3 separate regions of the Mus musculus genome follow, and regions 1 and 3 are each linked to region 2. The links are chromatin contacts, called in public Micro-C and promoter capture Hi-C maps. All regions are on one chromosome and are shown on one strand. The core of a region is the stretch at or near the end of the contact, and the rest is flanking DNA. Distances in the headings are between cores, read along the strand shown. Region 1 holds the start of Slc35f4 (solute carrier family 35, member F4). Region 2 holds the start of Naa30 (N(alpha)-acetyltransferase 30, NatC catalytic subunit). Region 3 holds the start of Otx2os1 (orthodenticle homeobox 2 opposite strand 1).

Evidence for each region. Promoter capture Hi-C pulls out the DNA fragments that hold promoters and counts their contacts. A called contact is a pair of places that touch in the nucleus more often than the background predicts.
Region 1: a contact with region 2 is called in a Micro-C map of embryonic stem cells, with 4 times the contacts expected there. The contact joins the promoter of Slc35f4 here to the promoter of Naa30 in region 2. A contact is called at or near these places in 2 of 39 promoter capture datasets (cranial neural crest and hippocampal neurons), 1 of 484 Hi-C or Micro-C datasets (embryonic stem cells) and 1 of 115 datasets of contacts at active chromatin or transcription factors (large pre-B cells).
Region 3: a promoter capture Hi-C map of liver shows a contact between it and region 2, with 4 times the contacts expected there. The contact joins the promoter of Otx2os1 here to the promoter of Naa30 in region 2. A contact is called at or near these places in 5 of 39 promoter capture datasets (the 3T3-L1 cell line, liver, neural stem cells and 1 more) and 1 of 484 Hi-C or Micro-C datasets (embryonic stem cells).

What each region holds. Positions count from the first base shown.
Region 1 is chr14:49,524,334-49,527,248 of GRCm38.p6, reverse strand. It overlaps Slc35f4 (solute carrier family 35, member F4), which reads left to right and starts at 1,412. Exons shown (of 8, transcript NM_029238.2): 1 at 1,412-1,738. The coding sequence starts at 1,636.
Region 2 is chr14:49,170,692-49,173,579 of GRCm38.p6, reverse strand. It overlaps Naa30 (N(alpha)-acetyltransferase 30, NatC catalytic subunit), which reads right to left and starts at 1,334. Exons shown (of 5, transcript NM_027492.2): 1 at 1,203-1,334; 2 at 187-964. The coding sequence starts at 963.
Region 3 is chr14:48,668,021-48,670,776 of GRCm38.p6, reverse strand. Otx2os1 (orthodenticle homeobox 2 opposite strand 1) reads right to left here and starts at 1,489. Exons shown (of 5, transcript NR_029384.1): 1 at 1,381-1,489; 2 at 328-483.

The sequences.
Region 1 (2,915 bases), core at 163-2,662, 350 kb before region 2:
TGGAGGATTACTTCTTAAGAGACAGGGACTGAAATCTATGAACAAGGTAGCCTTTGCTCCTTGCATTCAGCTAACTCTAGGACTTCTCATCAACTCAGAAGGGCCATATTGGTGTGAAGGCTGCTCACCCTGATCACAGAGCTTCTAGAATGTTCTGCATAGATAATAAGTCTTTCTGTAGCCGGGCAGTGGTGACGCTTTAATCCCAGCACTTGGGAGACAGAGGCAGGCTGATTTCTGAGTTTGAGGCCAGCTTGGTCTACAGAGAGAGTTCCAGGACAGCCAGGGCTACACAGAGAAACCCTGTCTCCAGAAAAAAAAAACAAAAAAACAAAAAAAAACAAAAACAAAAACAAAACAAAACAAAAAAAACAAAAAACAAAACAAAACAAAAAACAAAAGGAAAAAAAAGTGTTTCTCTTTGGTCTTTGGACTTTGGCAATAGCTCGTATGCTCAGATACAGTTTGAAAGCCCTTACTTCTTATGTGTTTTACAATAAAGAAGAAAATATTTTTTCTTAGATTGTGGGATATTTAGAATTAGACAAATGAATATGCTGTGCTCAGATGTATGGTCCTACCCTTTGTTGTGTTTATTGGAAGGTAGGGGTCCCATGTAGACTATCAGACACAGGACTTAAACTCTTAAAATCTCTGCATTCACTAGGGTAATTATAATCCACACACCACCTGATCGAGATTCTTCTTCTTCTTCTTCTTCTTCTTCTTCTTCTTCTTCTTCTTCTTCTTCTTCTTCTTCTTCTTCTTCTTCTTCTTCTTCTTCTTCTTCTTCTTCTCCTCTTCTTCTTCCTCTTCTCCTCCTTCTTCTTCTTCTTCTTCTTCTTCTTCTTCCTTCTTCTTCTTCTTCTTCTTCTTCTTCTTCTTCTTCTTCTTCTTCTTCTCCTCCTCCTCCTCCTCCTCCTCCTCCTCCTCCTCCTCCTCCTCCTCTTCCTCCTCCTCCTCCTCCCCTCCTCCTCCTCTTCCTCCTCCTCCTCCTTCTCAGTTGGTAAAAGGAGAAAAAGGATCCTTGGATGTCTAGACAAGTTGCAACGAGTAATGCCTGTGAATGCTTTCCATATCCATACACCCAAGGTGGAATGGGCAGGAGCCTGGAACGAATGCAGGGTAGAAGTGCTAAACTGCAGTGTGCATCTTTTGAATTGCTAACCCCTAGTTCTGTGTGAGTGTCTCCCACCCACAGCAGTTCACCTTGAGCATCTAGCCACCGTCCTTCCCTCAAGTGGGCTTGGGGGTGTCTACTTTTGGCACAAGGGTTAACGGTGAAAGTCAGAGACCAGGTGGGGCGCCCACAAGCGTCCCAGACCTGGGTGGGCGTCGGAGGTGAGGGGGCGCTGTTCGGGCAGCAGTGAGCTGGTGGCGGGCGGGTGAGCTGCCAGGCTGACAGAAAGGCCGGCCAGAGTGGGGGCCGCTCCGCTGCCGCTGCCGTTGCCGCCGCCGCTGTGATGCGAAGCCAGAGCTGCGCCCAGCGGTGGAATCAGAGCTGGGGCGCGGGAGCACGAGCTGCAACATCAGCACCAGCGGCGGCGGCGGCGGCGGCGGTACCTGCAGTAGCTCCCGGGCCCCGCGCTTTGCTCTACGCCCCGCGGCTCCGGGAGCCGCCGCCCCGCGTTCTCTATGGATGTCAAGGCGGCCCCCAACGGGGTGGCCACCATCGAGGACCGGATCCTGCGGATTACTGGCTACTATGGCTATTACCCGGGTTACTCCAGCCAGAAAAGTAAGACGCCGCGAGGCGGTCCTGAGCGAACTGCGGGTGGGAGATGGGAGCTCAGGAGCACAGGGGCACAGGGAGACAGGGGGCAGGGGTGCGGTGCCAGAAGGCGCGCGGTGGGACACCTGCAGCATTGTCTGCTCCCTCACAAACACTGCCCTGGCCTCCAGGACCTCAGGGAGTAAAGTATGTCCGATGTCCGCTGTCCTCGGTGCTGAACCTCGAGGCAGCCATTGGGGCTGGGCGCTTGAACCCAGGAGTTTGGGGACAGTCTCAGTCTTGGAGGTAGAGGCGTGTAGAGGACAGGGCAAGCGCTCCTGATTGTCGTCGGTCAGCCTACCGGAGGCTGATTTATGCCTGGAGGATGCTAACATGGCTGTTCCACTAGCTGACCATCAGCCCTTGGGATACCCACTCAGAAAGCTTGACTCTGTGTCAGGGTGCTTACCCCACGCTGGGGATGAAGACTGTGGGGGACATTAGTTGGTTGAGGTTAGACTGGCTGGGTGGGTCAGCTTGTTCACCAGGGGTTGTTGAAATGTTGCCAGCACGATAATTGTTCATGATAAAACATCCTTAGAAGGTTCTCTACCCCCTGAGCAGTGAAAAGAACCTGCTTAAGTGGCTGAATTGCGGAGCTACCTACACCCTCCACACAACGCGGCCACCTCTGAGCTGCTGGATTTCAGCTTTATTCTGGCTAGATTACGCCAGTCTGCATAGTTGCTCTCAGGTTTTGGAAGCAGTTTCATCCACTACCGCTTCCTACACACACACACACACACACACACACACACACACACACACACACACACACACACACACACACACCGTGTTGCTGGGGATGCAGTGAGGGTCTCTATGTTTCTAGTCTCCACATTCTGTTTCCCTGACACACAAACCCCCCACTGTATCTGCTAGGATTAGTTCTGCTAAGCACCAAAGTGAAGCCTGTTTGGTTTGGTTTTTTTATTATTTTTTTTATTTTTTTGGTTTGTTGTTGTTTGTTCGTTTGTTTGATTCCTTAATCTGAACTAGGAGAGTAGCTATGCTTTAATTTCCATGCAGGTGGAATTTCAGTTTTCTTTATCACAGCATTTCTGTTGCAAAAGAAGGCTCTTAACTGGTGTTATTTTTAACCAGACGCTCCTTAGATGCATCCTGATTGGTATTTATCCTTGAC
Region 2 (2,888 bases), core at 85-2,584:
GAGCTCTTACCTTCCACACAGTTCCACGGAATACCTGGGAAAAGTGCGCACCTTCGCGCCTCCCATCTGTAAGGTACTATGAAAATGAAGGATACATCCACGGCCACACTCCGGGCCCTCACACTCCCTGCCCCGAGTGGCCTGGATCTCTGCTGGGCTCACCCTGTTTTCATTCCATCCACTTACCAAGAAACACAGCTGTGGCCAGTTGTGGATAAAATATCTATACGTATAAATGGAGTAGGGTTCAGACAGATCTTTGGTGATCAGTCTCATGATATCAGGCATTTGGAGCTCAGATTCATATCGGACGTATCGTATCGTCCGATCCTCCCCGGGCTCGGCCTCCCTGCCCTGGGAGCTCCTTAAACTGCAGCCGGTGGTCAGAGACGAAGACAGCAGCCGCACCTGCTCGTCCATCTCCTCCTCCTCCTGCTGCTCGGTGCCCTCCACCAGTCCATTTCGGGCCGCAGCGGGGTCGCTCGCCGCCCCCGCCGCCGCCGCCGCTGCCTCTGACCGGCCGGGGAGTGCAGTTCTTGCATTGTTGGGGACCGAGTGGGGAGGTCTCTCCCCCGGGTGTCCCTCGGCTCCTTTTGTGGCAGTCACTTTGGAGGCCCCGTCGGGGGCGGCCGCCTCCGCTGCACTCAGAACCTTACTCTTGAGGGTCGCCGCGGCCCGGAGGTGTCGCAGTTCTGGGCCGATCAAGCCGTTGAGCTGCTGCTGCTGCTGCTCCGGAGGCAGCTGCGGGCAGCGAAGGCAAGAACGCGCCTTGGCCGAGGTCGCCGCCTCGCCGCCCGCTGGGCTCCCGCAGCCGCCTTCGTGCTCCTCGTCGTCCTCCTCGTCCTCGCTGCAGCAAGCGAGCGCGGCCCCCGCCGGGAACGGGCAGCGGAGCTCCGCCGCCGCTGGGGCCGCAGGCGCTGGTGGTGGGAGGAGGCTGCTAGGCCCAGGCGGTACCTCCGCCATCCTAGAAGCGACACAGCCGAGAGAGGAGGCCATGAGAGGCGGCCGACCGGCGCCAGGCAGCGCGGACTGGCGGGCCGGGGGCGGCCGAGGCGGGGGGAACAAAGGCAGAAACCGTCCCTCACCGAGTGTCCCCAACGCCGCGCCGCCCCCACGCCGCCGCGCCGGCCACCGTCCCTGGCCGCCCGAGCCCCGCCGCCGGCCGTGTCACCGCCTCCCACCCGCCCCTCCTCGCGGCTCACCCCGCGCCGCTCCCCGCCGCCGTTTCCGCCGCTCCTCTCCCTCAGCCACCGCCGCGCCGCAGTCGCCTTCACCGCCGCGGCCGCTCCGCCGCCACCACCGCCACCGCTGTCGCCGCCGCTGCCGAGCCTCTCACCCGGCCGCCGCCGCCGCCGTAAAGCGCCTCGCCTGTTACCCCGGGTAAAGTTTCCTGGGCCAAGCTTTACGACACTTCCCTGCCTGCCGGCTGCCGGGCCAGAAAAGGGGGCGTGGAGGGAGGTGACCTGTGCAGGGGCGGGGCCCGAGGTGTCTCCGGAGGGCTTCCGGGAGGCCGCGTGCCGGGGGTGGGGCTCTAGCCTGGGGTTCCAGAGGTTCCTGCGGAACTCGCCCCGCAGCCTCCCCGGGTGGGCAGGGCTAGGTGCCCTGGGAGCTGCTGGCTGTTGACATCCAACCTCTAGTGCCTTTATGCAGCTGTACTGTTACAACTTTTGCTCTGACCTGGCGCGTGGGGCAGGGAGCGCCGGCTACAAAGGCAGCAAATCCCGGCCTGGACCGCGAATTAGAGGGAATTTAAAACATTGAGCTGTGAAGATAGCATTTTGCAATTTAAAAAAAAGAAGAAGAAGAACCTTTACCTACCCCGTTGGGACAAAAGAATGGCTAGTAGTCTTGTTGCCCCATTCCTCCACCCCAAAGATTGAAGGCATAAATGTGACAAACAGGTGCCGGACAACGAAAGGCAACAACTGGGGGAAGCGACAGAGATGGTGGCGGCTAACAAGCGTACTCCTGATTTGTGGTTGTAATTGTGTTAGGTTGGGAAGCACCTGGTAAGAGTTCACGGGATCCTCCCATGTGATATGCTAAGCAGGTGTAAAAACTTTGAGCGTGTGGGTTACCTCTGCTCTAATCCACAGCTGGTAGTTTTCTGCATATCTGATCTGAGAGTTGAGTAACTCACACGCATACTAATCAAGTTACTTATTAACTTGTAGGAGCTGAAGAGATGAGTCAGCAGTAAGGAACACTAGGGTTAGATTCCCAGCACCCAAATGGCAGTTCACAACTGTCTGTAATCCCAGGTCAAAGGGAGGCTACAGCCTTTTCTGGCCTCCAAGGGCATCAGGAATGTGCACAGATACGCCTACATACAGGCAAACACCCATAACAAGTTTAAAAAGAATAAAATGTGTTAGATAGCTTTTTTATTTATTTCAACTGATTTATAGAGCTAGTCAGGTATGCCCAAGATTCATGTTTTCAGAGATAGGCTTTTATGACAGGTGTTTGCAACTTTGTGCCATAATCTAAACTGAAAAAAAAAAAAAGTGAGCTGCAGTAGTCAGCACATGTCTGGAATCCAAGTACTCAGAAGGCAAAAGTAAAAAGCTATGGAATTCAAAGGAAGCCTGGGCTGCATAGCAAAACTGTTTCTAAAAATAAATACTAAGTAAAAATAAAAATAAATTTCAAGTGAGATTAACCTGCACTGTGGCATGGTTTGAGACACGAGGGTGACAATCCTTTTCACTAAGACTATTAAAGGACACCACCAGCTCAAACAGAGAGACTCAGCCTCTAAAGATGATAAAATGTGTAAGTATCTACCAAGTATTGTACAAAGTGCCCTCTATACACTACGACTTTTATGAGTTCGTGTCTTACAAAAGTACATTCCTGTATAAACAGGCATGAAAACACATATATAT
Region 3 (2,756 bases), core at 240-2,739, 500 kb after region 2:
CGACCCACCCACTAGTTAATGAGAATTGTTGGGAAAAAAAAAAAAAACCACAATCAAGCTATCTTAAGTCAGTTTCATAGGAAATGTTTTTGTTTTCTAAATGGGAGAAAAGTTAAACTCTGGATAAAGGAAATACAATGAATGGCTAGGAAGAATATTGGAGGCTCAAGAACTTACTGAAAATCAAGAGATGTTTCCATCCAAGGAGTCTTTTTCTCCCATCAAGCTTCTAAGGGTTTCTGTGAAGCAGCCCACCCTCTCCACCCCCCTTCTCCCAAAGCCAGTGGCTTTTGTCCTGACCTAGAATAGGGTTTGTGGAAACCGTACCTGAGCCGGGGTGTCTGCAATTTCCAAATTGACAAGAAGAGACTGGAAGATAAAATGCATGTTCTTACAGGTGAAGAGCAATTTTGCAACTTTTCCAGGCGACACAGGAGAAAGCTTGCCTGCTACCAACTGCTGGAGAGTCTGGGCAGAATTCCTCTAGAAAGAAAAAAAAGAAAAGTCTTTTTTCCCTTCCCTCCCTTGTCTTCATCTCTGGCTCTGGCTCTCTTTCTCCTCCTATGTGCGTGTGCGTGTGTCTCTCTCTCTTTCAGATCCAATCTTTTGAGAGCTGCAGCACACTGCTAAGCTAAAGGGAAATTCTCTTTGATAAAGCAGTGTTTCCAGCTTCTGGGTTTTAAAACCTAAATCTATATTCAAATCTGGCTGAAGGTGTGTTCTGGGATTTATGAAAAGCCTCTTAAAGGGGTAAATTTACCAAACCGTGACAAAATCATCACGATCTTACTTTAGACATCTGAAGTGGATGAGAATTTTAAAGAGACCCTTGTTTATTTAACACTGTCCGTTTCCAACTGGTGGTTTATTGGCCCTGTATTTCCGCGAAGTTATTAGACTAGAGGGCAAAGGAGAAGCGGGGGGCTGTGTGCTGCCAGCCGCTGAAGGGGAAAGCCCTCCCACGCTGTATCTAACAGAAATCCTCCACTGTCTATAGCACTCCGGACTTTTCTGGGAGGTTTGGTTGCTCTGGGTTGTCTCAGGATGACACCCCAAACCTTTACCCGGGCCTTGAGAGGTTCCTAATGTCTCCGGACCCTACTGTAGATGTATCGCTTTCTCTCCGGATTTTTTCATTTACTTTGAGTGACTCACAAGCCCTCGCTCTATTTCGTTACCGCACCCCACCTCTACTGCCCCCAAGGCCTTGCTCCCCTACATCCACAATGGCCTTTTTCTCTTTTCTTTTCTTTTCTTTTCTTTTCTTTTCTTTTCTTTTCTTTTCTTTTCTTTTCTTTTCTTTTCTTTCTCGCCCTTTGATGCTTTCAACATCATTATGATCAAACCGGGGAGAACTCTTTTCTCGGGGTGGGAAACAACCTCTTTTTCAAGAGATTCGCGTGGATTTGCCTTTCCATCATACAAAGCACGATGGCTCGGACCAAGAGCCAGGACCTGCTTCCCACAGCCCGGGCCACGCGGGACAACTGCCTGGGACATTTGTTTACCTCTCCTAAATGAAAGGCCTTAGGGACAGTCGCCAGGTGTTTCTGCACAGTGGGGGCGGGGTAACAAGGAAAGATCCGTACTCACCCTCCCCCCTAGCCTAGGCCCCACAAAGTCGTGGCTCTGGGGAACGCGACAGCCAGGAGTTTCCTTAGGACTGGAACAGCTACGAAGGAGCCAGGAAGAACTGGGCAAGCCCGGAGGAGCTCGAGGGTTCGCGGAGCCTCCAGGACCCCAAGGCTCTTAGGACACACCTGCAAGTCTGCAGCGGCAGCGGAGTGCCCAGCCTTAGGCCGGAGCCGAGCCCAGCCGGGCTGCCGAGAACTTGCAGCCTCGTGCGCACTCCCGTAATTCGCTAATTGCTGTAAATCCCAAGGACGGCCACATTTGATTACACATACAGTATAAGAACCGACAACAAAGCGACGAATTAATTACCAACTTCATTAACATAGGTCCCCAAATTAAAGGCAACGAGCTGTTTCTTTGGGCCCACTAGCAGTGGTGGCGGTGACTGAGGTAGTGAGGGAGGGGTGGGTTTTTTCGTTTTGTTTTGTTTTTCCTTCTGCATTGGGAGTTGTGAGGGGAAAGCTATCCTCCCCCCCCCTCCCCCTCCCAGCCTCCATTCACACACTCAGCAGTAGCGTTTGCCCCTCACCTCCCCCCGCCCCGTCCCCTAATATTCTGTCCAGCGTGTTTCTGCTTTTCTAGAAAACTCTGATTCTTGTTTAAAAAAAAAAAAAAAAAAAAACCAGTCTGGACCAGAAGAAGTTGAGTTGGTTGACCCTGCAGCATCCCAGCTCCCGAGTTTCGGCCTCTGAGTAGGGCGCCTCCATCCCTAGTAACTCCCAGGCCTGAAGTACCAGGCGTTTGTTCTTAAGCACAAACTGTTTCTACTGGGGGCTTTTTGTCACCTCATACTCAGCTGGAGAGATTTGAGGTATCCCCTCCCTTGGCCGGAAATCTGCCTTGGCGGTAGATTTGGGAGCTCACGTTTTCTTTTGTATCTTGCTCTATGCTTATCAAATTGAAAAAACATGCCTGGAAAGCCAGAACTCCAGAGACCAAGGGTTATTCTAAGGGGTAAAAGAACAGCCAGTGAGGACGCTGGAGTTTTCAGACAGTCCATAGCTGCGTGACTCTCTGCCTACACTGCATGTTCACAGCTCAGTTCCACTCTTGTTCATCTTCACCCATTTTTCCCTCAGCGCCGTCTGGTCCTCTTCAAGAGAACATAGCCCTGTTTTTAA